4 separate regions of the Mus musculus genome follow, and all the other regions are linked to region 4. The links are chromatin contacts, called in public HiCAR-type, HiChIP or PLAC-seq and promoter capture Hi-C maps. All regions are on one chromosome and are shown on one strand. The core of a region is the stretch at or near the end of the contact, and the rest is flanking DNA. Distances in the headings are between cores, read along the strand shown.

Region 1 (6,203 bases), core at 1,968-4,467, 490 kb after region 4:
AACTTAGCATCCTTAAAGGGTGTCTTCCCCCACCATTCTCTACTTTGATTCCAATGGTCAATATCAGTCAGTCCAACAGAAGAAAAAATACTCCTAGTGTGGAGGGATTCAATTCATCCAGGCTCATAAGCTAGTAGATGCAAGCGGTCTCTTTTGTTCAAGCCCTGAGCTAGACAAATAACCTTTGAAATTGTAGTTAGCAACACTGAGTTGATCTATTCCAGCAAGAGGAAATAAATGCAGACTATAAATAACCTGTTGCTATTTATCCTGCACAGGTTGTCTTTTGTTGTGAATTAATAGATAGTTGTTTGGCTTCAAAAGAAGCTGTGGGAGAGTTATTATGAGTCAATTCTCTATACAGTGCCACCCAAAGGACTTCCTGGGACAATGCCTTGTTCTACTGGGTAGCTGGCCACATGTCACTGCTATTTTCAGCGTGGCTAGGAAAACCGAAGATGTGGTTTCTAATGCTATTTATTTGTAATTAATTCCAATAGCCAAATGTGCTGAGTAATGGCTACGCCTAGCCTCTTGTGACTCAACACATGGTCTGTGGATCCAAAGCACTAACATCTCGCATGTTAGAACCACAGGCTACTGGGCCCCTCTCTGGACTAGTGATTCAGAATCTCACTATTAACAAGAGTCCTCAGTGGTTTGTATGCATATTTTTTAAAATTTAAGTGTACTTGAGATTAAGAGACTGAAGAGCTATCCAAATTACAGATACCAACTCTTTTGTTGTTTGTTTGTTTGTTTGTTTTTCAAGACAGAGTTTCTTTGTGTAGTCCTGGCTGTCTTGGAACTCTCTCTGTAGACCAGGCTGGCCTAGAACTCAGAGATCACCTGCCTTTGCCTCTCTGCCTCTGCCTCTCAGCCTCTGCCTCTCTGCCTCTGCCTCTGCCTCTGCCTCTGCCTCTGCCTCTGCCTCTGCCTCTGCCTCTGCCTCTGCCTCTGCCTCTGCCTCTGCCTCTGCCTCTGCCTCTGCCTCTGCCTCTGCCTCTGCCTCTGCCTCTGCCAAGTATTATGATTAAAAGGGTGTACCACAACCACCTGGCTTAGGTACCAACCCTTAAAACTGATGTCCAGCTCAAAGGGCCCTTTTCCTTTTTGTTACCTTGTTTTCCCTACCTTCAAACATAGTAGAAAGAGGAATGGGATAGACGGATAGACAGATAGAAGGATAGACAGTTAGATGAGAGCCTAGAATGCTGGAGTCTAAAGGAAATGTAGGGGAGGGCAAAGCAGAGTAGGGGGAACATGCATTTTTTCCAGGGATATTTGCATAAAATACAATGATAGTATTTCCTTGTCAGCTATTGAATAAGGATAGTGGATTTATAGGCGTTCATTGCATACTTTCAGTATGATTGAAAAATTTTCAAAATTAAAAAATAGATGCGTTGGGCAGTGGTGGTGCACATCTTTAATCCCAGCACTTGGGAGGCAGAGGCAGATGGATTTCTGAGTTCGAGGCCAGCCTGGTCTACAGAGTGAGTTCCAGGACAGCCTACATAGAGAAACCCTGTCTCGAGAAAAACCCAAAGGAAAGAAAGAAAGAAAGAAAGAAAGAAAGAAAGAAAGAAAGAAAGAAAGGAAGATGCAACTTCAGAGACCATGTGTATGATAACAGCTTCAAGAGGTCCCCCAGCAATCCTCTTCTACTGGAATTCATGCCCTTGTGTGGTCTCTTTCCATCAGGATCTGTCTCTGTGAACAAAGTGGAGATGGCAGCAAGACTTGAAAGAGCTGGGTCATTGTGACTTCTGTCTTGCAGGCTCTTGGATCTCTCACCTGCCAGAAGCTGTTCCATCAGGGCACTTAAGCAGTCTTGAGACCTGACCTGGAGAGTCATTGAGGTTTCTTGACAACAACAGCCAACCATCTGAGGGACTCATGTGACCCTCTGTGAAAGCTGACCCTCCCGTCCCAGTCAAGTTTTCTGATGACCGAGCTTCCACGTGGCATGTGCCTGTAACTGAGAAATACCCTAGCATCTCTAGCCAACAGAAATTGTGTTTCACAGCCATTGATTTCCTGATTCCTCTTTCCTTCTCCTCCAAAAAGGACTACTCACCCTTCTCGACTTTTCACCATGCCTGGATTAAACAGGAAAGAGGAAAAAAAAAAATCTTTCCAGATCATGCATAAGTTTAATGTGCTAATACCCCTAGAAGAGATAATACAGTCACTTAAATTCACAGTAAAACATGGGAGAGATCTAGCTTTTTTCTTTTTTAAACTCTTAGCAAGCTAATTTGTTGAGAGGTTAATTTCAGGTGTGGTCTTGCTACTGTAAAAGACTGGAAAGAAAAACTTGCTAATTTCTCCCTCTGTGCCCAGTATCTCAAGAATGAATTCTTGGATGACATGGTCTTGGTCATTCCTGGGCCTTGCCCCCAATCATCAATTTTCATACTTTGATTAACAGCTTCTTTGTGCTTAGGGAGGCCATCTTACAGAAACCATCTTACAGAAAACACCTCAACGCCCACCACTGGTCTTCACCTTTGAGAATTAATAGAGAAAGTATCAAGATCTGACAACCAGGAAGTGCAGGTACTGCTTCGGGAAGAAGATAAATGGGAGAGCTGGATAGGACGGGAAGTGGGGAGGCAAGGTGGGTTGTCTGTGGAAGGACACGCCTCCCAAGCCCAGTCGTGACTAGCAAGCTTGCAGGCTAAGCAGCTGTGTTCTTCTATGGTACTCCAAGAAGTATAGACTAGTGACATCAAAAGTAGAGAGGGAAGAACAAAAACAAAAACAAAAAAGCAAAATAAAGCTCTTCTCCCAAATTTTAGTGACTTCACAGCTGCGCAGAGAAAGCAGAAGGAACGAAAAAAAAAAAAAAAAAAAACGTGACTAATGAATTTCCCGCCAACACTGACAGCGGGAGGCGAGCCAGATTTCTTTAATTTGGAAAATTAAAAGACGCGTGCCGCTTCTTGTCCCAGAGTCAGTTCACTGGTTCCAGCGAACTCACTACTCTTAGACTTACTTTTCCCGACAGGGGGTTTGGGTAGGAGGAACGTTACTGGGGCATGAAGAGAATGGAGAAAGGGAGGCTAGGGAAGAGAGGCGCTTTGAGGGGCCACGCTCGCTAGCTCTGGGCCCAGCCCGGGATGGCAGAGGAAATGACCCCCGACTGCAGCCGGCAGCCCGCGCGTCCGCCGGGAGCCGGAGACAAACACACGCACGTGCGCCCCGCCCCCGCCGCGCGCACGCGCCCGGAGGCTCCGGCGGCGGCGGCGGCGGGCGGCGGCGGGCGGGCGGGCGCGCGCGCGGTGCTCGCTGCCCCCACGCTGCTCCCTCGGCTGGGATCGCGGCGTCTCCCGCTCGCCGCACTGCTTCTCGCCTGGCCCGTGGCTCCGGAGGCGGCAGTCGTGCCAGGTGGGCTCGGGTGGACGGGCGCGGCGGTCCGGGCGCGGCGGCGGCGCGGGTGGACAGCGCGGAACCCAGCAAGTTCCTCGCAGGCGATGTCGCCGGGCGCGGGCCCCTACGTACGCTGGGCGCTGTGACAGGCCGGCCGGGGAGGCGCGGACGGGGGAGGCCGCGACGGAGCTCCTGGACTGGCCATGGGCTGAGACGCATCCTCGCCGAGCAGGTGCAGTGACCCGAGGGTCTAGGGAGGGAACCCGCGCCACAGGCCCCGGGAACCTTCGGCCCTTCTCAGCCTAGTACCCTGTTGACCTTCCCTGGGTTCCTCGGGAAAGGCCCTGATGACCCCGCCTCCAAACCCAGAGCTTGCAATCCCTGGTGACACCCCACCACTGCCACCACAGGGGACACGCTGTGTACACTCTCACTCTAGACCGGCGACCCCAGCCCACTGGGCCTTTGCGCCTATGCCTCTGATGTCCTAGTATTTTGAGCCCACAGCCTGCCTCACTGTGCCTGGGAACTACCCGGGATAGCTTACCCTCTCTGCTCACCAAAGGGTGGGAGAGGAAAGTGGGAGTGGTGGTCTTTCCCTCTTGAGTCTTTGGTGACTACAAACCCATCCTCTTTCTCCCAAGCCTGTAGTGAAAGTGACCCTTCCATACTCCACCAGAACATGCCGGGGTGACTCCCTCCCAGATCCTGTGGCCTTCCTCGCTCTTCCCAGTGACACTATGCAACCCCAGCGTGACCTGCGAGGCCTCTGGCTCCTGCTGCTCTCCGTGTTCCTGCTTCTCTTTGAGGTAGCCAGGGCCGGCCGATCTGTGGTTAGTTGTCCCGCCAACTGCCTGTGCGCCAGCAACATCCTCAGCTGCTCCAAGCAGCAGCTGCCCAATGTGCCCCAATCTTTGCCCAGCTACACAGCACTGCTGGACCTCAGCCACAACAACTTGAGCAGGCTGCGGGCCGAGTGGACCCCCACCCGGCTGACCAACCTGCACTCCCTGCTGCTGAGCCACAACCACCTGAACTTCATCTCCTCCGAGGCCTTCGTCCCCGTACCCAACCTTAGGTACTTGGACCTCTCCTCCAACCATCTTCACACGCTGGATGAGTTCCTGTTCAGCGACCTGCAGGCGCTGGAAGTGCTGTTGCTCTACAATAACCACATTGTGGTGGTGGACCGGAATGCCTTTGAGGACATGGCCCAGCTGCAGAAACTCTACTTAAGCCAGAATCAGATCTCTCGCTTTCCTGTGGAACTGATCAAGGATGGGAACAAATTACCCAAACTGATGCTCTTGGATCTGTCCTCCAACAAGCTGAAGAAGTTGCCCCTGACTGACCTGCAGAAATTGCCAGCCTGGGTCAAGAATGGGCTATACCTGCATAACAACCCCTTGGAGTGCGACTGCAAGCTCTACCAGCTCTTTTCGCACTGGCAGTACCGGCAGCTGAGCTCTGTGATGGACTTCCAGGAGGACCTGTACTGCATGCACTCCAAGAAGCTGCACAACATCTTCAGCCTGGATTTCTTCAATTGCAGCGAGTACAAGGAAAGTGCCTGGGAGGCTCACCTGGGAGACACCTTGACCATCAGGTGTGACACCAAACAGCAAGGCATGACCAAAGTGTGGGTGTCCCCAAGCAATGAACAGGTGCTAAGTCAGGGGTCCAATGGCTCGGTGAGCGTGAGGAATGGCGACCTTTTTTTTAAAAAGGTGCAGGTCGAGGATGGGGGTGTGTATACCTGTTACGCCATGGGGGAGACTTTCAACGAGACACTGTCTGTGGAGTTGAAAGTGTATAACTTCACCTTGCACGGACACCATGACACCCTCAACACAGCCTACACTACCCTGGTGGGCTGTATCCTCAGTGTGGTTCTGGTCCTCATATACTTGTACCTCACCCCTTGCCGCTGCTGGTGTCGGGGTGTGGAGAAACCTTCCAGCCACCAAGGAGATAGCCTCAGCTCTTCTATGCTCAGTACCACACCCAACCACGACCCTATGGCTGGTGGGGACAAAGATGATGGTTTTGACCGGCGGGTGGCCTTCCTGGAACCTGCTGGACCCGGGCAGGGTCAAAATGGCAAACTCAAGCCAGGCAACACTCTGCCGGTGCCCGAAGCTACAGGCAAGGGCCAACGGAGGATGTCCGATCCAGAGTCGGTCAGCTCGGTCTTTTCTGATACACCCATTGTGGTGTGAGCAGCGTAGGCTGATGGGGAGGTTCTGCCCCAGGAGAGGTACCCCTGAGGGATATGACAGGGTGGAAGAGAGGGCTGGATGCCCAAGGGAGTGGGTTCCTCCTGACCACCAGGGAATCGGTCACAGGCGCCGGAGGAGGCAAGACCCCAGTGAGGGTGTGGATGCTGCGAGTTTCACCTATGGATATCCTCAGGCAGATGCCACACCCCTACCCAAAGCCTTGGCTATTCTCAGTGTGGGGGAGGGGGACAGGAACGAGGAAAGGGCGGAGGGGAGGAGCAAATTCCCTAAACTTTTTTGAGGTCATCCCTAGCTCCTTAAGAGAAAACCATTTGAAAAACAATGTTTTTTTTTTCTGTCTCTGCCCACCCACACCTGTGAGGTTGTGTGTGTTTGGGGGAGCCTCCACAGGAGCCATGCTGGGAAGCTGCAGTGTCTTCTCTGGTCGGGAAGTCACATTGATAGCTAGAGAACTGGAAACCTTTGGGAAATGAGTCAGGAAAAGGCTGAGACCTGGATCAATAACACTCCCTAAAGCTGCTGGGAGACTTCTCACTAGAGCCGTCTTCTTTCCCTGGGAGTCCTGAGTGGGTGGATCTCTGCAGGAGC
Region 2 (5,906 bases), core at 3,337-5,836, 420 kb after region 4:
TTCCCTAATAGAGAAGACTGCTGGAGAGCGCTAGCTAAGATTCTGCGTGTTGCTGCCATTCCTTGGTCCTGTCATGCGTGCTGCTGACCCAAGAGACAGTAGATGACATCTGGTCTCAACACTCCTCCCTGTAATAGCTAAAAAAGAGAAGACATTGTTAATCAGAAAAACATTTACAAAGCTACCCCGCCCCCAGTGGTAACTAAACTGTCTCAAGTTTTACCTTTTACTATGCCATCCTCTCAATAAAGCCCACATTCCTTTAAGTTGTTTTTAATGATGACATCCGTAACAGCATCAAAAACAAACTGCACATTTTTGGTGTCTGTGGCACAGGTGAAGTGAGTGTAGACCTCCTTGGTATCTTTTCTTCGGTTCAGATCTTCAAACTGGCACTGAATGTAAGCAGCTGCCTCTTCGTATGTATTGGAACCTGAGGCAGACGACCAACATTGTCAAGTGTAACAGCTGCCTGCACCCAGCTAAGTTAGGCCATCAGCATTTACTTACGGAAAGCAACACCACACAACTGACTACAAACAGAATTCTGCCTCTATTTCTATTACCCTTAGGATTTTCTGCAGTCATTGGATTTTTCATAAGAAAGACTCACACGGACACTAAAACCAAACCATCATGCTCAAGGGATGAGGAAAACAAGTTTCACTTCCTCTGAGACCCTGACCTTGGAGTGACCCTGGACGAAGGGCTCCCAACAGGTAAAGCATTTATTTAAACATCATTCCAATCCTAGAGAGGCACCAGCAAAGGCAAACTAACAGATGGGGAACAAGTGGGACCCCAGTTATAGACTCTGACACCTCTCCTCACCCGGCACCGCCTTCAAACTCATGGCTTCCTACCTCGCCCTCCCAAGTGCTGGGATGCAGGCACGGTGCCCATCCACAGCCAGTAACACACTTTAAAGGATAAGTCTGTCTCAACAAGCAGCTGCTTTCTAAGGAGTAGGGGCACGAGGAGACCAACAGAAAGCCTTCTTTTTAATATATATAATTAACACTCAGTCGTCCACTTTCCACACGGTCTTAGAAACCGCCTGTAGCGTCAAGGACACTGTCAAAACAATGTACACTGTTTTCATAAACCAGAGCCTATTTTGGGTGAGATCAAGCATGGCAAGAAATATCAAGTAAGTACATAAAGAAGCCTGGGAGAAAGAAAGAACACATGAAATACAGAACTAAAGGAAGACTACTTTGTTAGGTGCCTAGAGCTCGCAACCCCCCTCCCATCTTGGTTTTTCAAGACAGGGTTTCTCTGTGTAGTCTTCACTCTCCACAAGGCTGGCATCTTATGGGAGTCAGTTCCCTCCTGTAATCCAAGTCCAGGAGCTGAACTCAGGTCATCAGGTTTGGAGGCACGCACCTTATCCGATGGGCCACCTCACTGTCCACTCCCCTTACTTTCTAAGAGATTCTGGTTCTTTTCTTTTGTATCCTTTATAAACCTTTATTTCTCTCCTGTTGGTAGCTAGTATTTGTCTCATTTTATCGTTTCTCGCCTCATTTTATAGTCATCTCTCTGGTAACTTCATTTATCTCCAATAAGTTAATTACTGCTGTTCTCAGGTTTATACATCTAAGCTAACCTTTCCCTAAGTCCCTAGTATAAGGATCACTACCAAACAGACACTTCTATCTGGTTATTCTACAGATACTTCTAAAACAACATTCCAAAATATAAATTCAGATCATAGCAAAGTATCCAACTGAGAGACTTGAGTGAAGACACCTTTGACTTTCTAATGTTTGCTGAACCTTTCACTGTATTCTCAAAAGAAAGCAGAGTCTCAGATAGTGAGAGCCCCCATCCACGGAAACAGCTCAGAGAGTCCCCTTCTCACTCTGGCCATCTGGTCACAGCTTTCATAATGGCACAGTTCTGCCATTGTTGTCTGTGATCCCTAATTTCAAATAGCCGACTGGCCCACAGCGTTTTACCTTCTTTAGCTATAACCAGAATCTTTCCCAGAGAAACTTGAATTGGAAGTCAAGCAAACCCAGTATGACCTCATTGTTTTAATGGAAGAGACACAGAAATGGTGGCAATGCCATCCTTCATCTTATAAACTGAATAGTAAAGGACATTAGTGGGGACAGAGAAGAATAGACATGGAGCCAAGGAAAGAGACAGAGATGAAGTGACCTCCTTTAGAGGTGCCTCCCTCGCACTGGCACTGACTTCACAGTCTGACTTTCACTCCTAGCCCCACCCATATCCTTGTCCTTGGCTTTTAAGATGCCATCCTGGCTCTCACTGAAAGGTTGTATCTGCATCCGAAGGCAGTCCTTACTGCCGTCCTCACTACACTGCTGCTAGACTGCTGTTCATACACCATGTGCCCAAGGCCACTTGTCACTAGCTCGACACAGGGCCAGCCTCTCCCTGCTAGTACGTTAAATTCCACAGCTGCCACATGCCCCTTCTCCATTTCTTACATGCAACTGTCTTCTCTAAATGCCTCTATTCTGCCTAATGACTTTCATTAAAAAGTTTGTTTTTATATCTCTTTGGACATATGCCAAAATTTCATGTTTGTATTTCATTTTCCTCCAAAGTGAGGACACTGATCTCTGAAGTCACACTCGAAACTTAATGGCGTTTCTTCAGATGCTTACTGCTGCGCCCACTGTGAGTGAGTGCATGAGTCCTGCATGAGTCCTGGGGCAGCTGATGGCAGCTGGGAAGCACTGACCTACGATGCACACCTCCAACAGCACCTCACGCCCTTTACCTGTGTATTCTGGATAACAGATTGTTAATGGACTCCTCTTTATTTTTTCCTCAAAAAGGTCTTTCTTATTAAGAAAGAGAATGATTGAAGTGTCTGTAAACCATTTGTTGTTACAAATGCTGTCAAACAATTTCATGCTTTCATGCATTCGGTTCTGAAAAACAAACATGGTTATGACAGATTAGCAGCAAGAATAAAAAGCAGATTAGTTCACATACCAAGAAGTTTTAAAACAACAAACTGAATTCATGGAAATAGAGTAGGTCCTAATGTGACTTGAAGCCTAGTCAGTCCTGATTTGCATAATTCTTGGGGTAAGGGGTTAAGAAGATGACAAGATGCAATCCTGTGCACACAATGTGGCTACCAAGAGCAAATGTGCAATGGAACAAGGATTTGGGAACTCTAGCCCCACTGACAAGAAAATACAGGGCATTAAGTTTTGGTTCCGTGAGCCAGCAGTGGCACCCGTCTTCCTTGAGTCACGCTCACTTCCTAGCTGTATCAGATGGACTTTCTACCCCAATCGTCAACATACCATTTCCTCATCCTCAGCCAGAACAAGGTCGTAATCACTGAGAGCCACACAAAAGATAATTGCTGTCACTCCCTCAAAACAGTGAATCCACTTTTTTCGTTCGGATCTTTGGCCACCTACATCAAACATTCTGAGTAAGGGGAAAAAAAAAAAAGCACAGATTTAGTAATGTCACACTTATAGTTATTTCTCTCGAGACTGTCGTGGTTAGAACCTCTCCATTATCACACACTCAAACCCCATTTGTAACAAAGACAAGAAGCAAATCAATGTGTCTAAACCATTGTCAGTGGTTAAAAGTATAGGCCACAGCTGAACCTCCCCCTTTCAACACAGGTGCCAAAGTCAGCAGAGTTAAGAACTAAAAAGGACTAAAGGAAGAAGAGCTCAACAGTAAGGCTTAAGATAACGGTAGCCATGACAACTGCTATTTGTTCCGTGTTTACCATGGTGCCAGGCATTACCCTAGACCATCTGGCACTCTAAGTCCTGTCTCTATATACTTTCCATAGTCCCACTCTGACTTTTAAACTGGTTTGTTCTGAATACCCACCTTGCATCTGAGCTCAAAGTTTATTTGCCTGTGTTAATGAAAAACATATGAAGAGAATTATGGGAAAAAATTAAATTTGATATCAGGCTTTAAGAATTTGAGATCTTGTGCTAGGTTTAGGAAGAATGACTATAATCTCAGCATTTAGGAGGCTGAGCTCGAAGAACAGCAAGTTCAAGACCAGCCTGCACTACACAGCAACTGTCTTAAAAGTAACTAAGTAACCAAGTATTCCCCAACACCACCAAAGCTTGCCTGGGCCTAATCATCATCATCATCATCATCAGCAGCAGCAGCAGCAGCAGCAGCAGCAGCACGGGGGTGGGGGTGGGGGTGGGGGTGGGGGTGCGGGGAGGGAAGCTGCTCACACCCTATGTTCTAATCTGGATTTGTTTTAGTCTCCTAATTGCTAAGTTTGTACCAACAGTGTCCATCCTTACTTCCTACATTGACAGGAACAGCTGTCCTACTTTGTCTTTTAGTCAATACCTGAGTCTAGATGGGGTCAGTACTCAAATGCTCACACTCTCTCAAGATCTATATCTGATAGCAATGATAAAGCTTTTTGCTACATTGCTCTAGTGAGTGAAATCTTCAGTAGCCTGGGGTCTAAATTTGCTGAGATTTTTTTCACCCCTACAGATGAGGAGAAGGAAAGTCCACGTGATTTCCCTGTAGACCAAGAGAAGGAAAGTCCACGTGACCTCCCGAATGACGTGAGCATGCATCCTCTTTCTTCCTGACCCAACCCTTCCTTTCGGGGATCTTGCTGTTCTTTGCAACCTTTGGTCTTGCATGACAGCTAAACAGATTGGCCTTAATCCAGGGTCATGTTGTAGGCTATAGAACGGCTAACATTTCACCATAAAAATCTTACAAAGACAGGCACATTAGTACACTAATAATTCCAGTTTACATCCCCATTTTCTATAACGTCCATAAGACAAAGAGATGCTATGAAGTCCCAAAGCTGGCTTTTAGTACCTAGTAACACAGTATTATTCACTAACATCAATATTGTATAAACATTTCCTCATAACTCAAAGCAATTACACAATGCCTTGCAATACTTCAGTAAATGTTTGAATAAATGGATAGTGGTTTTGCCTAGAGAAGGAAGAGAATGAAGAGGTGACAGTACTTCATACTAAGACATCTACATGCCAAAACAAAGTACTTGTGGCACTTTAATCTTGGCTACTGATCCTGGCATGGAAAGATAGTTACCTAGCTAAAGATCAACCTATGACATCAATGAAAAATGGTTTTGGTATTTAATTAGAACTGAATTACTAATTTTTTTTTTTTTTTTTTTTTTTTGGTGTTTTTGAGACAGGGTTTCTCTGTGTAGTCCTGGCTGTCCTGGAACTCACTTTGTAGACCAGGCTGGCCTCGAACTCAGAAATCCTCCTGCCTCTGCCTCCCGAGTGCTGGGATTAAAGGCGTGCGCCACCACGCCCGGCTGAATTACTAATTTTACAGTATACAGAGACACTTCCTTCCTATGGCTTCACAGGGTAATTCGTATAGCTTCTGCGGACTTTGTTAAGTAACTTCATCAGTATTTAAGATAAGCAGCCCATTTACCCGAAACCATTCATCAGGTTTCAAATCCACTTCTTTTTGTTGGTTTGTTTGTTTTGTTTTTTCGAAACAGGGTTTCTCTGTGTAGCCCTGGCTGTCCTGGAACTCACTCTGTAGACCAGGCTGGCCTCGAACTCAGAAATCTGCCTGCCTCTGCCTCCCAAGTGCTGGGATTAAAGGCATGCCCGGCACCAGGTACTTCTTAAACACTGAACACACACTAAAGGAGAAAAGGTTACTGCTAACCTCAAAGGTTACAAACACAGAAAAAAGGAACCAAAAACAGTTTTAGTAATTTTTAAAAGACTATTAACAAAAAGAAGTGCAGAGGCTTTTTCTTGGAATTGCTGGTGCTATGAGAAAATTCTCTGCAAACACTAGAATGTCCTTTACTGTCTACGTCATCATCACCTCTCTAAAACACCTCAATCCCAGGCCTATTTTGCCCTGCACTACAAACTTAATTGAGCATGATG
Region 3 (6,123 bases), core at 2,941-5,440, 270 kb after region 4:
TCACCACACCCTGGCAGTACCTCTCTCCACCCCTAACACAGGGACCACTCTGTGTGACTACATGTCATGTTATAAGCCATACATCAAGGTGGAGAATACGCAGACGATTCCAGAGGGTGCAAAGCGACCATACACATGCTGGGCTAAGGTGCCACTCTCTTTCTCCAGCCACCTACCCTGGAGCCATGCCAGCTCCTGCACAGTCCCCAAGGGTACCCAGCCTGGACCAGAGCCAGAGCCAATGGGAACTAATAGTGTATCTTTGATGATTAGTAAGCAAGGTCAACAGATGGAAGGTAGAAAAGCCTTTGGACCTACACTAATCTGATTCCCAGATTTGTGTAGATGACCCAAGATTGTTGTGTACTGCGGTACAGGCTGGTTTCAGCAACCAAGAGGAATACCACATGCATCTCACAGACTGGGTTTCTACGGCCTCTGCTGACTTAGTCCCAGGACTGCGGCATTATGGATGCCCCTCACATACACACACACATTTTGAGATTTTGAAGTGATAAATATTGCTGGATACATTTACAGAAATCTCAAAAAAACAAAAAACCAACAACAACAACAACAAACAAACAAACAAACAAACAAAAAACAGAACAAAACAAAAAAAAATCCAAAAAACAAAAACAAAAAAACTAAGTTGTTTTTCCTTTGGTCACAGAACTAGAAAGGCACTGTGAAAGGTGTTGGGATTGAGACCTTGGAAAAACAGCTAAAGTGCATATTTTACATATCAAAGCAGACCTGGCCTCCAGGTTCTCCCAGCATCCTTCAGTCCCTACCTGGCATACCCTGACCTCTACCCTGAACTTCCCAGCCTAGGGGTTGGGCTGACCTTCTCTCAGAGTCTCTTCCCATGCATTTTCTCTCTTTCTCTTCCCCTTCTGCTCTATCTCCCTTTCCATGGTGACATCACTGGCCTCATTCCTTGGGATCAGGGAACTCACCAGCCTGAGAGTGTTTTCCCGATAAACCTGCTTTTATATGCTCTAATCTGGTTTGAATTGGCTCATTTCACTGGCAGAAAGATAACCTATCAGAAGAAAGTGAGAAAGAAGACAACCCAAGGGGAAGCAGGATCAGAGCATCACCTCGAAGCGGGCCAGGAAGTCCCTCAGGTTTGGGAAGGCGTCCAGGCACTTGGGCTCAAACATACGATACTGGTCAAGAATGTCATAAGCAAGGAAATCCACATAGGTGACCTGCAGGAAGCCAAGGGTGAGCGCTCTGGAATCTGACACCAGGGAAGGATGGCAACCCCTCCTCCCCACCCCTCCCTTTACCTTGTCCCCTGCAAACCATGGCCTCTTGCCCAGGAACTCAGAGTAGAGCTTCATTTTCTCAGGGATGGCCTTCAAGAACTCTGGCTTCTGCTTCTCCTGAGGCAGAGAACAGCTGGCTGTCACCACCTTTAGTCATAGGCTCCCTGGCAGAGAGGCTGCTGGCCTCGAAGGACTAGGCTACTGAGTCTCATCACCATTTTCTTAGTAGCAGGCCTCATCTATCAGAGGTGATTGGAAGACAGACAGGAGTGCTACACTGTCCTTAGATCGGTCACCACTGGTACTTAGCTGCTATGAGTCACACCCAGGTCTTCCTAAGTATCATTGTGCATGTTATGGTCCCAGAGATCCAATGGAACCACAGAAACAAAGGACCTAAAGACCCCAGGAGAAGACAAAGTTATACTGGCTTTGGGGCGGGGGCAGGGAAAATGGATGGATAAGAACAATTTAGATATTTGAACGGCATGCAACTAATATTTGGAGAGCAGTCACTAATATTGAAAAGAAGAAAGGTCAAAGATCTTCTGGCTGACCCTGAGCTGCCTACTAGGAAGGTGTCCTGTCTTCTACTGGAGCCAAAGAGGGCATGCTTGGGAAGTGCTGGGTACATGTGTGAGTCCGTTGTGCACGTATGTATGTAGGCGTGCTTACCTGTGTGTGCATTTGTGGAAGCTAAAGCCTGCTACCCAGTGTCTTTCTCAATCACTCTCTACCTTACATTTTTGTGACAGTGTCTGTCACTGAACCTGGAGTAGAGAGACTGGCTAGATTCATTGGCTAGCAAGCACAGAAATCCTCCTGTTTCTTTTCCCATGGTGCTCCAAGGTACTCCCTGGTTGGTTTGTTTTTTTAATGTGGGATACCGAGGATCCACAATCAAGTCCCCATGCTTGCACATCAAAGACTTCTACCCTCTGAACCATCTCCCCAGCCTCTACTTCATCTTTTGAGTCTGCGTTTTAAGAAGAAAATTGTTAGTGTGATCACTAGCTTAGATGACACATGGAAGTGGTTACAGGACATACACATCAGGGATTTTAACTCTGCATTAAATGTCTAGGTCAGACTGTTCACTCTAGAATCTCAACTGTATCTAGGATGCTTAGACAAGTAATAATAGTTTCAGTGTTGATGTGAGAGATCACTATGGTAACGAAGGTCGTTCTGTTGGTAAGATCCGAAAGCTTGGAGAATCAGTAACATGGCTCCTTACTGAAGGAGATGTTACAGATCTGAATGCAAGACTTTAACTCCTGCTTCAAACCCCGTCTTCTCCACCTACTGGCCACTCACAAAATCGGGACTGCAGCAGACTATCATGAGCTGTATGCGGGTGTCCATAACTTGGTTCTCCAAAGTATCCACACGGATCCTCTCCTCCTCTGTCTCTCCACCTGCAGCACACACAGAACACTCAGCATCCCAACCCAGCCAAGCCAAGGAGATTGCCTGATATGCCCTACCCTGCAGGCAACCCCACTCACACAGGTTGTGCTTCCGGCCAAGGTAGCGCAGGATGGCATTGCTCTGGGTGACCTTGTGTGACCCATCAATTAAGTAGGGCAGCTGGATGGACAAGCAGGGAAGGTCAGATGGGATATGAGGTCCCTCCATCCCTTCCCTGGGTGAGAGCAGACACAGGGCCTGGCACTCAGTGTGCCTGCCATGGGAAGCCCTCCATGGGCACAGTGTGCATTGAATGAGAGAGCTGGGACACAGCCCATCACAGAAACACTGTGCAGCCAACAGGGATGGAGCAGGAGAGCAGAAACACTGATCCTAAACCCTCAGCCAGGCCAGGAGATGAGGTGAGATCACCACGTCTTCCCCAAACCTCCCTTTCCCTGCACTTACATTGGGAAAATCCAGGCCAAGATTGAATTTCTCACTCAGCCACTGGCTTCGGTCAAAGTTGGGGGCTGTGGTGGACAAGAGGATGTGAAAGGATATCAGTGTGGCTGCGTCTGACACTCCAATCTCACTGACCCACCTAAGAAGTCACGAGCAAGATACCCTGGGGAAGGAGAACTGTAACATCTTGCACTAAGTCATTCTCAAGATAAAGAAGAGGGGTGATAAAGAAGGGGACCCTAAGCCCAATGGGACCCCAAAAATGAACCCAGCTCAATTATAAATACAGGTGGGCCCGGAACTCCAGTCTCATTATTGTTGTTTGAGGCAAGATCTCTCAATTATGTAACCAAGGCTTTCCAGAAACTATATGTATAGACCTGACTGCCCTCAAACTCAGAGATCCACCTGTCTCTCTGACTTTCTAGAGCTGGATTTAAAAGCAAGCTCCCACACATTGCCATTCCCAGTGCATAGAAAACCAAACTGCACCCTCAAGAGGTTCCTGGAAGGAGCAGGCTCCTTCCTCCTCCAGTTGTAGGAGGTCTGCAGAGCTGAGGAATTAGGGGCTGGGTACGGGCATCCCTGGGTAAGAGGAAAGCAGGTGTCTGACCAGGAAGGTGTCATTACCATCCCCCATGACATATCTCTTCTCCTCATAGCTTGAATCTGTGTATTCCAGGAGCAAGCGGATGGAGTGAGTCAGCTGGAAGAGAAGGTCACACAAGTTAGAAATGGTAGGACCTTTACTGGATGACTTCATCTTCGCAGATGAATCCTCTCACCCTCCACAAACACAGCCACCCTGCGGTGTGTACACATGCACTCATAGGTGCCCGCCCCTTCACACCTGCAGCCTCCCAAGTTTGTGAGCTCCAGGGTGCTAAGAAAAGTATACATCTGAGAGCCCGGATCACTTTGAACTTCCCGCCTGAGTCCTAGTCCCACCCTCCAGGCAGATCCCCCTCTCACTCCGCGGGTGTTCCAATAGCCCAGTGTCATAGGCATGGCGCTGATGCTGTGGTCTTCTCAGACTGGCTTCAGGTAGGTTGAGCTGGAGAATTTTAAGGAGGTGCAAAGGGAAAGGTGGGTGGGGCCTTGTAAACGGTCCCGCCCTCAATGCCCTAACCCCACTCAGGCACTGCCTTTCCCTTCAATTGTCCTCAGAGACTTTGAACCCGAAGCCCTTTGGCTTCACCCACAGCCCGGGAGAGGGAGAAGTAGGATCCTATGCACCTTCAGGCCTTGGATTCTGAGCAGGTTCACATGAAGGACCTCCTCCCCCCTCAGCCTCTTTAGTGCTTCCTGTCACCGCCCCCTAATGGGTGCCCCCAAACTTGAAAATGCAGCTTTCCATTCCTAGCAGAACTTAGGTTTTCACCCCTATACTGTGGAAATCTCTAGGAGAGAGTCCCAGATCTCAACAGAAGATAAAGTAGGGTGCCCCTCGGGCAAAAGTTTAATTTAGCATTGACAGCTGCCAAGCTCTATTACCCACCACAGCCTTATTATTCACCTAGAATCATAGGACAGTCCATGAGATAGGAAGGACTCCAGAAGAGGAACAATCAGAAAACAAGTACTCCCAGTGTCTTCCTTTAGGAAATTTGGAAACTTCATCATTTGCTCATCAAGCTAGTGACCATATAAGCCAGTCACTATTTTTGGCCATGTTTGTAAGCTAAATCCAAGAACCAGATACCTAGGGCACAAGAGATCTAAGACACCATCACAGTGCAGGGTACCTGGCTGGCAGAACTTCCCATGGGTTGCACTGTGCAAGGGAGCAAAGAATGCACAGCTGGTGTGTGCCATAGAGGGGGAGAGCATGTGCCCTAAGAGGCTTGCTTTCAAGGGACAACAGGATGCTGTACACACGGGATCCTGTGTACACACTTTGCACGGGACACAACGAGCCCAAAGCTAGACCCTCAGCTGTCCACATCCCTAGATGCTAGACCTGGCCCAAACCCCGGACATATGTTTGTATATGACAGGGTTGCTCAAATGATCTTTCAGTTACCCTGAAATATATGCCCTGTAGTCCAACCTTCACAAGGTAAGTGTCCTACCAAGAACACTGTCCTACCTGTCTGCTTTCTTCCTTGGAGGCAACAGACTCTTTCAAAACCAAGAGGATAACATCACCTTGTTTATAAAAACTTATCAGATATAATGAGAAACAAATGACAGAAGAGGAGACTAAAATGAGTTTACAAGTCAAAGGCCAAGGCTGTTGCTCTGCAGGACGTACATTTTGGGATTAAATCATCCTTTACTGGGACTACGGGGTATGAAGGCAACATATCATGTCACCCACATAGGAGCTGTGCAGTGAGGGTGCAGGGGACAAGCAGAGGCCATCTCATCCTAGGACATTAAAGAAACCACATGTTCTGCAAGTCTCTGTGAGGATGCACACACACAGAGCATGTCACTGGGGCTCACAGTACCTGTGGCAAGTGCTGCCTTAGCATTTTACATGTCCACCTGCCCACTTCAGGTTCTCTGAATGGCCACGCTCAGAAAGTACATAAGACCTTAAGGACAATGCCCAGAGTTAAGCTTGCCCACAGAAAGACCATACTATTTACACATGCACAAAATTTCCTGGTTCCATGAGCTCCTAGGATTTAGATCTTTAATCGTTTGCTATCCTAAGGATCTCAGAAAAATGAAATCTTTGGATTTACCTGAAAACTGACTTTTAGGTGTCAAGATGAATTAAAACATTAAGTTTGAAAGACAGGAAAAGAGCAATGAAACAATCTTTACATGGAACAGAAATTGTACCATAGTGTTCATCCAATTTGGTTCTTCCTTTATTAAACAGTCAGTTCCTAGCAAGGAGATCCCATGGATAAGAAGGCCCTTCAGGTTGACTCTGAACTGACTGGTAAAGACCACAAGTTTGGTGGGAATTGTAGAGAGAAATAAATTTGCAAGTATGAATGAGGCACATCAGCAGATTGTC
Region 4 (6,782 bases), core at 1,173-3,672:
CTAAGTAAATGCTTCTTATCATCATCATTAAGGGAAGGTAATTAGTCATCATAATACATCTTAATACAAGTACAACGTACATACCACACAATAAAGCTCAAAGAACAAGATGAATAACATGAGGACACATACATTAGCAAATGGAAATTTACAACAGGGTCTTCCCACACGCCTGGCAGGACTTGCTTATTTTAGTTAATGGAATATGAGTCTCTAAAGTCATTAGCACTTGGCTTCACAATAATACTCATTTGTGATATTCCTTTCAGACAGAGGAAAAGGGATATTTACTGCTGTTGGCATTCAGCATCTCAGTTACTGGTTAGCCAGATTGCCAATTAATAATTGAGTACTACATTCAAGGGACAAAACTAGGCTCCATAACTAGGCTCCATAGATACAATGGTAACCAAGAGTCCTGGCCTCCAGGAGTTTACAATGTATAATACAGATTTTGGCTTATCAATATTGACTTGCAAGAATATAGTTACACTGAAAGAAAAAAATAAGGAACAATAAAAATGACTAAGACTCTCTGGAGTACCTAGACAAAAGAAGGTGGGCTTATGACAAGAGATAAGAGTCAGGGGGTTAGTCTATCAGTGTTTCCAATTCTCCACTTAACTCATCTGAGGTACTGCACGTATGCATTTTGCTTGTAAGAACTCTAACTTTGTATTCAAATAGTGCAGATTGCAAAAGGTCACTTCTCTAACAAAGCAGTTGGGGAATGAGAGCACTAAAAATGAGGTCAACTGGATCCCTTAGGATGGAGGGACCTTCTATAAACCTTTCAAAGGTGTTATTGGTGACATTCTCAATTTTGTGAGAAAACAGAGCTAAAGCACACAGCAATGACTTTTTTTTTTTTCCCCAAGACCAGTCAATTAGTTTCCTGGAGGAAAATAAATAAAGCCCTCTCAGGCACTGAGAGCAGCTTAACTAGTTCCAGTACAGGAGCCTTGGGGATTAACTGCTCTGCAAACCTTGCTCAGCTGAATCTATATCATCCTTGAACCCTACAAATACTGTAGGCAGGATTGATTGTGAAGAGACTTTATACAAGAGGAAACTATTTCAGAAAGGTCACCTCCTTGTTCCACTGCTAATTGGGTACCAGGTTAGAGGAAGGGTCAGCAAAGGTTCGACAGAAAGCACTGGAGACCCCGACCCTACCACTGAGAGAGCTAGTTAGACTCAGCCCTCCATAGATCACCTTTTCCAAGAGCCATAGAAGGATGTCCTTTGAGCTCAACCCCCAGCACAATAGGCTGAACTTGTAAGTGCAGTAAAGAATGAGCAATCATTTCTTCCCACCCACCTCCCCAACCCACCCAAGCTCCTTTCTGGAGGGATGTCTAAGTGATCTATTCACATGACTGCGATCAACCTGCATCCATGACAGTGTCTACTGTCACCAACCTCTAAATTTTCCTTTCTCACATACTTCCTAGCAGGTGGAAGACTGCACGGCGATTACCATTTTGCCTTTCCATCTCTTGTTGCTTTTAGAACCGTCAGCTGCATAAACCAGTTCATACGATTCTTTCCTCTTGCCTCTAAGCGATCACGCAGTTGTTGGTCGAACGGCCAATTCTCCCCCAAGAAGATGCTTTGAAAAAGAGCTGCCTGATTTCCCCCACTCACCTGAGGGGAAATTTCCTGCACAACCTCATCCCCTGGACAGGTCACAGGGGTCAGCTGAGTCGCTCACCCCCTCCCAATCTCGTCTTCAAGGCCCTCCATCCAGGAAAAGTCAGTCGCGAATTTAAGGCCTGGCCCTGTCGGGCTTCAGTAAGATCCAGGAGGACTCCGGCCGAGGGACAAAGAAAAGCGAGGTCAGAGCGGCCTCTTTGGCTCCAGCTAGGCCCATCGCCGCTCACCGGCCACCCACTACATCGTGTCAATGGTCCTGAGCACCCCAAACCCTAGCCCTAAGTCCCGAACTACCCGAGTCCGGGCCCGGGGCTTGCTCGCGCCCCTTCCTCGAGGGCCCTCGCCGCCACCCAGAGCCCCGCACCTTCTTGGGAGCCTTGGTGACCGTGGCCATGAAGGAGTACTTCTCGGCGTCCTCGATCTCCTTGGCCTGTTTCAGCTCCTCCCCGACACCGGGCAGCGGCATCGCGTCAGGCATCGACATCCCCCGGCCGGCCCGGCCCGCGGCTAACCCGCCGCCCCCGCCTCTTTCCCTCACGGGCGCCCGCCCGTCCGCGCGGCGCCCTCGGCCACGCGCTCGCCCGCCTTCCCGCCAGGCCCCGCGCCGAGCTGCTTGGGCTTCCGAAGGGCTGGGACCCGCGCGCGCGCGCCTCGTCGGCTCCGAGACCGGAGCCTGCCGGACAGCGACGGCGGCCACAGAACCAGAAGCAACAGCACGCAGCTCCGACCTGCCCGCGCAGCCACCTCCGCCACACGCAAGCACGCACGCAAAGTAAGGGTAGAGGGCGGAGACGCCACGTCAAGTACTGGCAGCCCCAAGGAGAGGGGGGCGGAAAGAGGCGGGGACAAATGGCGCGCTCTGGTGACGTCAACATGCTGGGCCGGGCCGCAGGAATCGCCCCTCCTTTCCTGCGCCTCGGTGATGAACGTCCCAGGGTGAGTAGTTGAACCTTGTCTGCCGCCAGGTGGTGCCATCAGCCCTATTGAGCCGAGTGTGACTCCTATAAAGATGCCACAAGACTAAGGGTCTTTGGACTACCAACTCCCCAGGAAACCTCAGCATGGGGAGGTGGCAGAGCATCGGGGATCGGGAAGATGGCATATCAAGAGCGATGCTTGGGAGCATAAACCAGAGTCCCACCGGACACATTTTACCCGGCCCTTTTTGGGAAAATTCAGTGTTAGAGACAGCCTACTCCCGGCCCACACCCTGGGCCCTTTGGGCCAGAAGTCCATTTCCAGGGGACAGTGTTTGCTTTTTTACTTCACAGGGGTGCAGAACAAGCTGAGAGCAGTCTGGTTTCTACACAACCCTTTATGACCTCCATCACCATCTCCTCCTGGGCCTTGTCTGTTTACAAGACCTTCAGGCTGCAGTGCTGATGTGAAGAGGTCATTAAGATAAGGTTGATGGGTTGGTCAGAGGGCAGAGAACAGGGCAGATTGAGAAAAAGTCCCAGCCAAATGGGTTCTCCTGCTCCATGCTCTCTAGGCAGTAGGCTCTCCCTGCCAGCTCCACTCTCAGTGAGTGTAGTGCAGAACGTTCAGTTTGGACTCGCACAGTTTCTGGATTCTACTGTGTACAGCCCCCGTATAAAGGCCCTGGGATGGTAGAGGTGCATGTGGCATATTTATGTTTTCCAAGAACCCATCCATTTGGGAAGGGAAAGCCTATTCGTAAGCTGGGGTCAACTGCGGTATCTTATCCTTTGAGAGTCATTCAAATGACATTGGCTCCAATTCCTATGTCCTGTGGAAAGTACAATGTTGTCCCCAGGATTTCTGTGAATTACTGAGGGGACTTAGGTTTTCATGGTCATCTCTGGCTCTAGTTTGCTGCCTCATCTGAAACATTACTCACTATTCCAGTCTTACAACTGTTTCTTTAGCTCTTGTAGTCACATCAGCCCCTTTCTCTTTCCAACTCTTACTCCTAAACCACAAAAAATGAGGCTATAACATGTAGCAGAACTTTTAATGAAGGTTTGTTGGTCAAAGGGGAGAGGTTACATCACATAGCAAACAGTCTACAATTACATTTCTGAAATGTTCCAAAAAGAGATTTCAGCCATCTATCTCACCATTGGGATTTCTCAATGACCACAATCTCCCTCAAAGCTCTCTAGTATACTCCGCATCTAGCTGTTTCCTGTGGCTCCTTTTTCATTCCTTTGCTTCACTCTTCTCTCTTGGGTGGACTCTGAGAAGCCAGATTCTTCCCCACTATGCTGAGAATAAGTCCTCCTGAGAGCCTTTCCACTAAATCCTCTCTAAGCTCATTCTTTTATATCCAGCACCTCACTGGGTTCTGGGTTGTTTGTGAGAGGGTCTCACTATGTAACCCAGGCTGGCTTTGATCTCTTATCCTGTGCCACCATTCCTGACCTTACCAGGTTTTAAAGACTCAACTTTATCAAGAAAAAAGGTGGTCTTAAAAGACACCAGCCCTACCCCAATACTGATTTGTGCTCAAGGTTGGGGAAGGTGTGAAATAGTTATTTCTGGACCCACTGAATTCTTCCTATAAGAAGCCTGTGGATGTTTGAAGAGGGCTGTTGAAGTACCTAGAAGGATTGCTATGTCTTAAAATGTTAGTGTTCTCTCATGTGCTCACTGTTCAGAGCAGTCAGACTTCTCTCCTTGGGAATTCTATGGCCACAGAGGGCAGAGAGATGAAACCAGAGTAGTAAGCACATCCACACAGGGCCAGGCGGCCACTCTCTCCTTAGAGCTGGGGCCTGCAACCACAACTGGCCCACTCGGGAGCTTTCATCTTTTTTATTTTGTCCACACTGTTATTGGAGCCCCATAGATTCAATTCACCTGAGTCTTTAGAAATCAGCTAAGAAACTCTAAGTCTCCTGAATTAAAAAAAAATATATGTGTCTTGAGACAAATTATTTTTAACAAGCTCTAGTGTATCTATATTTTGGATTTGACTTTTTTAAAGCAGTTTTTCTTCAGGTGCTTTGTACTTTCTCTGGGCATTTTAGCTTCGCTGTGAGCTTCCTGGAGATTGAAGAGTACATCTCTCATACTCCTTCAGAGTCAGGAGACAGAGGATTGTCCACAGGACCAGACCTAGAGGGAATACAACTTTATTGAGTGGCTTAGGTCGAGATGGAGACCAGCAAGTGACTCCACTTACCAGTGTGCCTTATTGGACAGGAGGCTGGTGGTTTGCTCTTGCAGGAGATGGACAAGGATGCTTAATCTAAAGGTGGAAAAGGCACCCCTGTGATACTAGAGAGGCAATAGGAACCAGTCCAAGGTCATAGCATTGTTGAAAAACAGCCACTGTAGAAGGCCCTGGTGGCCACCATGCTCCCCAGGTAGAGGCTGGAAATCAAAGTGCTTACCCAGCCAGGGAGTGTGACAGCATACCATCCATGAGAAACACTGTATGCTGCCTACCTCATGCCCAATCCCAAGACAGCCTCACGTGGTTCAACTGGAAACTGCCACTTCTGGATGCCAAGAAATGGCTTGTTTTTGCCTGTTCCCTCACCTGACACTACCTCTACCAGCAAGCAAGCTAATTCCTCAGGACACCACAAAGGCATCCAGACTAGAGACCCATCCCTGGGCCAGTGTTTGTGAAGAGGAGGGATCTAAGGGTAATGCTACTTGTTGTATGTGGTGGTAGAAAGTTTTCCAAAGGTCTGGAGATCAAAGAGAATCCTGCCCGAGAAAGGAGTGGTGGAAGGACAAAGGTGAATGAGAAGATCACATGACTAAAAGTGTAATAGTGTTGCAGTGTCTCACATGGGATTGTTATGATTAGTCAAATATACTTAGTCTACCCCAAAATTAATCGTATTCTTTATTTATAAAACAAAGTCATATACAGTGCGTGATGATCTGGCCAATGCTAGGTACTATACACCAGTGGTCCATGGGAGTATTATGGAGTCACATATGGGAGCACACACTTGTCATCCAAATAGTCAGGAGACTGAGACAGGAGGATTGCCAAGACTTCAAGACCAGTCTGAGCTACAGTGTGAGTCTGAGGCTAGCCTGGGATATGTAGTGAGACCTTGTCTCAACAAAGACAACACCACCAAAACTTTCCTGGTTAGATTTATGTCAAGTTGATACAAGCTGGAGCTATCTGGGCGTGGAATCTCAACTAAGCAAATGCCTCTATCAGACTGTCTGTCATATGTCTGTGGGAGCATTTTCTTGACTGATGGTGAGCAAGTAATGGGGAACAAACCAGGAAGCAGCACTCCATAGCCTGTGCTTAAGTTCCTGCCCCTGGGTTGCTTTATAATGGTTTACATGATCTTCTGCCTTGAGCTGCTTTATAATGGGCTGCGATCAGGACATGTAAGCTGAAATCCTTTCCTCTAAAAATTACCTTTTGGTCATGTTCTTTATTACAATAGAAAGAAAACCGAGACTAAAATCAAAAACAAAGATTTTAAAACAAAATATTCCTACAATCCCGTGACAAAGCTATTGTAGTGTTTTAGCACTACACATTCCTCATTTTCATGGTGGTAACTATATAAGCCTACCTTTTGATATGTTTAAGTTTTTACCATTGTACTACAACCACCTGCAGTATATGCTGTATATCCAGATGCAATGGGTGTAGTATATACATTGTATACCAGGTTATATGACCTATGAATACACAAAGGTATACTGTATGGTGTTCACAGTGTTGAACCTGCCCGGTGATACAGTTCTCTGTAACCCTAGGTTTACTAGGGTTAAGTTTCATCACTGCACTGAATGCTTGAGATATACTAGGAACAGTGCTAGATGTGGCTTGAGAGACTAATAAGATGGAGACACTGGCTTCTAGCTGGGTACAGGTTCTGTAGGTCTCAGCAGATGAACAAAAGGGACTTCACAGACCGAGATGCTACATGTGCTGTCTTGATAGTAAACAGTTGGCTAAGGTTGAGAACAGAATCCAGGAAAGGCAGACAATCAAGACAGCTTGGTGTGCCCTGGGAGCTGTCACTATTTTAGTGTGTTTAGGGAATGGAGGTACAGTAGAACAGAGTAAAGGCTGAAGCTAGAGACAGATGGAATACAGCCTGTTGCAACATGGTGGGTAGTGCTGGCAATCACCAATTTGGAAAACAAAGGAGAAAAAGCAATCCTTCATA

Evidence for each region. Promoter capture Hi-C pulls out the DNA fragments that hold promoters and counts their contacts. HiCAR-type assays count read pairs that join an accessible place to other places. HiChIP or PLAC-seq counts read pairs in DNA pulled down with a chosen protein or histone mark.
Region 1: a contact with region 4 is called in a HiCAR-type map of astrocytes, with 3 times the contacts expected there. The contact joins the promoter of Amigo1 here to the promoter of Ahcyl1 in region 4. A contact is called at or near these places in 13 of 39 promoter capture datasets (the C10 cell line, the HPC-7 cell line, cranial neural crest and 10 more), 1 of 484 Hi-C or Micro-C datasets (CD4 T cells), 5 of 115 datasets of contacts at active chromatin or transcription factors (astrocytes, differentiating embryonic stem cells, microglia and 2 more) and 2 of 9 other capture datasets (adipose tissue and liver).
Region 2: a contact with region 4 is called in a promoter capture Hi-C map of liver, with 2.5 times the contacts expected there. The contact joins the enhancer-like site here to the promoter of Ahcyl1 in region 4. A contact is called at or near these places in 12 of 39 promoter capture datasets (the 3T3-L1 cell line, the C10 cell line, the HPC-7 cell line and 8 more), 1 of 484 Hi-C or Micro-C datasets (embryonic stem cells) and 9 of 115 datasets of contacts at active chromatin or transcription factors (bone marrow-derived macrophages, embryonic basal ganglia, embryonic forebrain and 6 more).
Region 3: an HNF4G HiChIP or PLAC-seq map of pancreatic cancer cells shows a contact between it and region 4. The contact joins the promoter of Gstm3 here to the promoter of Ahcyl1 in region 4. A contact is called at or near these places in 5 of 39 promoter capture datasets (cranial neural crest, hippocampal neurons, liver and 1 more), 3 of 115 datasets of contacts at active chromatin or transcription factors (the SCID.adh cell line, large pre-B cells and pancreatic cancer cells) and 1 of 9 other capture datasets (adipose tissue).

The regions. Positions count from the first base shown.
Region 1 is chr3:108,183,072-108,189,274 of GRCm38.p6, forward strand. It overlaps Amigo1 (adhesion molecule with Ig like domain 1), which reads left to right and starts at 3,218. Exons shown (of 2, transcript NM_146137.3): 1 at 3,218-3,607; 2 at 4,020-6,203. The coding sequence starts at 4,116. The coding sequence ends at 5,594.
Region 2 is chr3:108,109,180-108,115,085 of GRCm38.p6, forward strand. Gnai3 (guanine nucleotide binding protein (G protein), alpha inhibiting 3) reads right to left here. Exons shown (of 9, transcript NM_010306.3): 6 at 3,294-3,423; 7 at 2,756-2,909; 8 at 224-433; 9 at 1-137. The coding sequence ends at 243. Among named protein-coding and RNA genes, the nearest start is that of Gnat2, 19 kb to the left of the region's middle. Within about 2 kb of position 4,587, at least 40 of the 459 cell types and tissues checked have an H3K27ac peak or open chromatin away from gene starts, as enhancers often do. A contact at or near this core is called in liver, where this site is marked.
Region 3 is chr3:107,964,984-107,971,106 of GRCm38.p6, forward strand. Gstm3 (glutathione S-transferase, mu 3) reads right to left here and starts at 4,191. Exons shown (of 8, transcript NM_010359.2): 1 at 4,122-4,191; 2 at 3,780-3,855; 3 at 3,153-3,217; 4 at 2,783-2,864; 5 at 2,592-2,692; 6 at 1,296-1,391; 7 at 1,104-1,214. The coding sequence starts at 4,157.
Region 4 is chr3:107,694,138-107,700,919 of GRCm38.p6, forward strand. It overlaps Ahcyl1 (S-adenosylhomocysteine hydrolase-like 1), which reads right to left and starts at 2,423. Exons shown (of 17, transcript NM_145542.4): 1 at 2,021-2,423. The coding sequence starts at 2,140. It overlaps Gm40121 (a long non-coding RNA gene), which reads left to right and starts at 2,088. Exons shown (of 3, transcript XR_003954675.1): 1 at 2,088-2,592.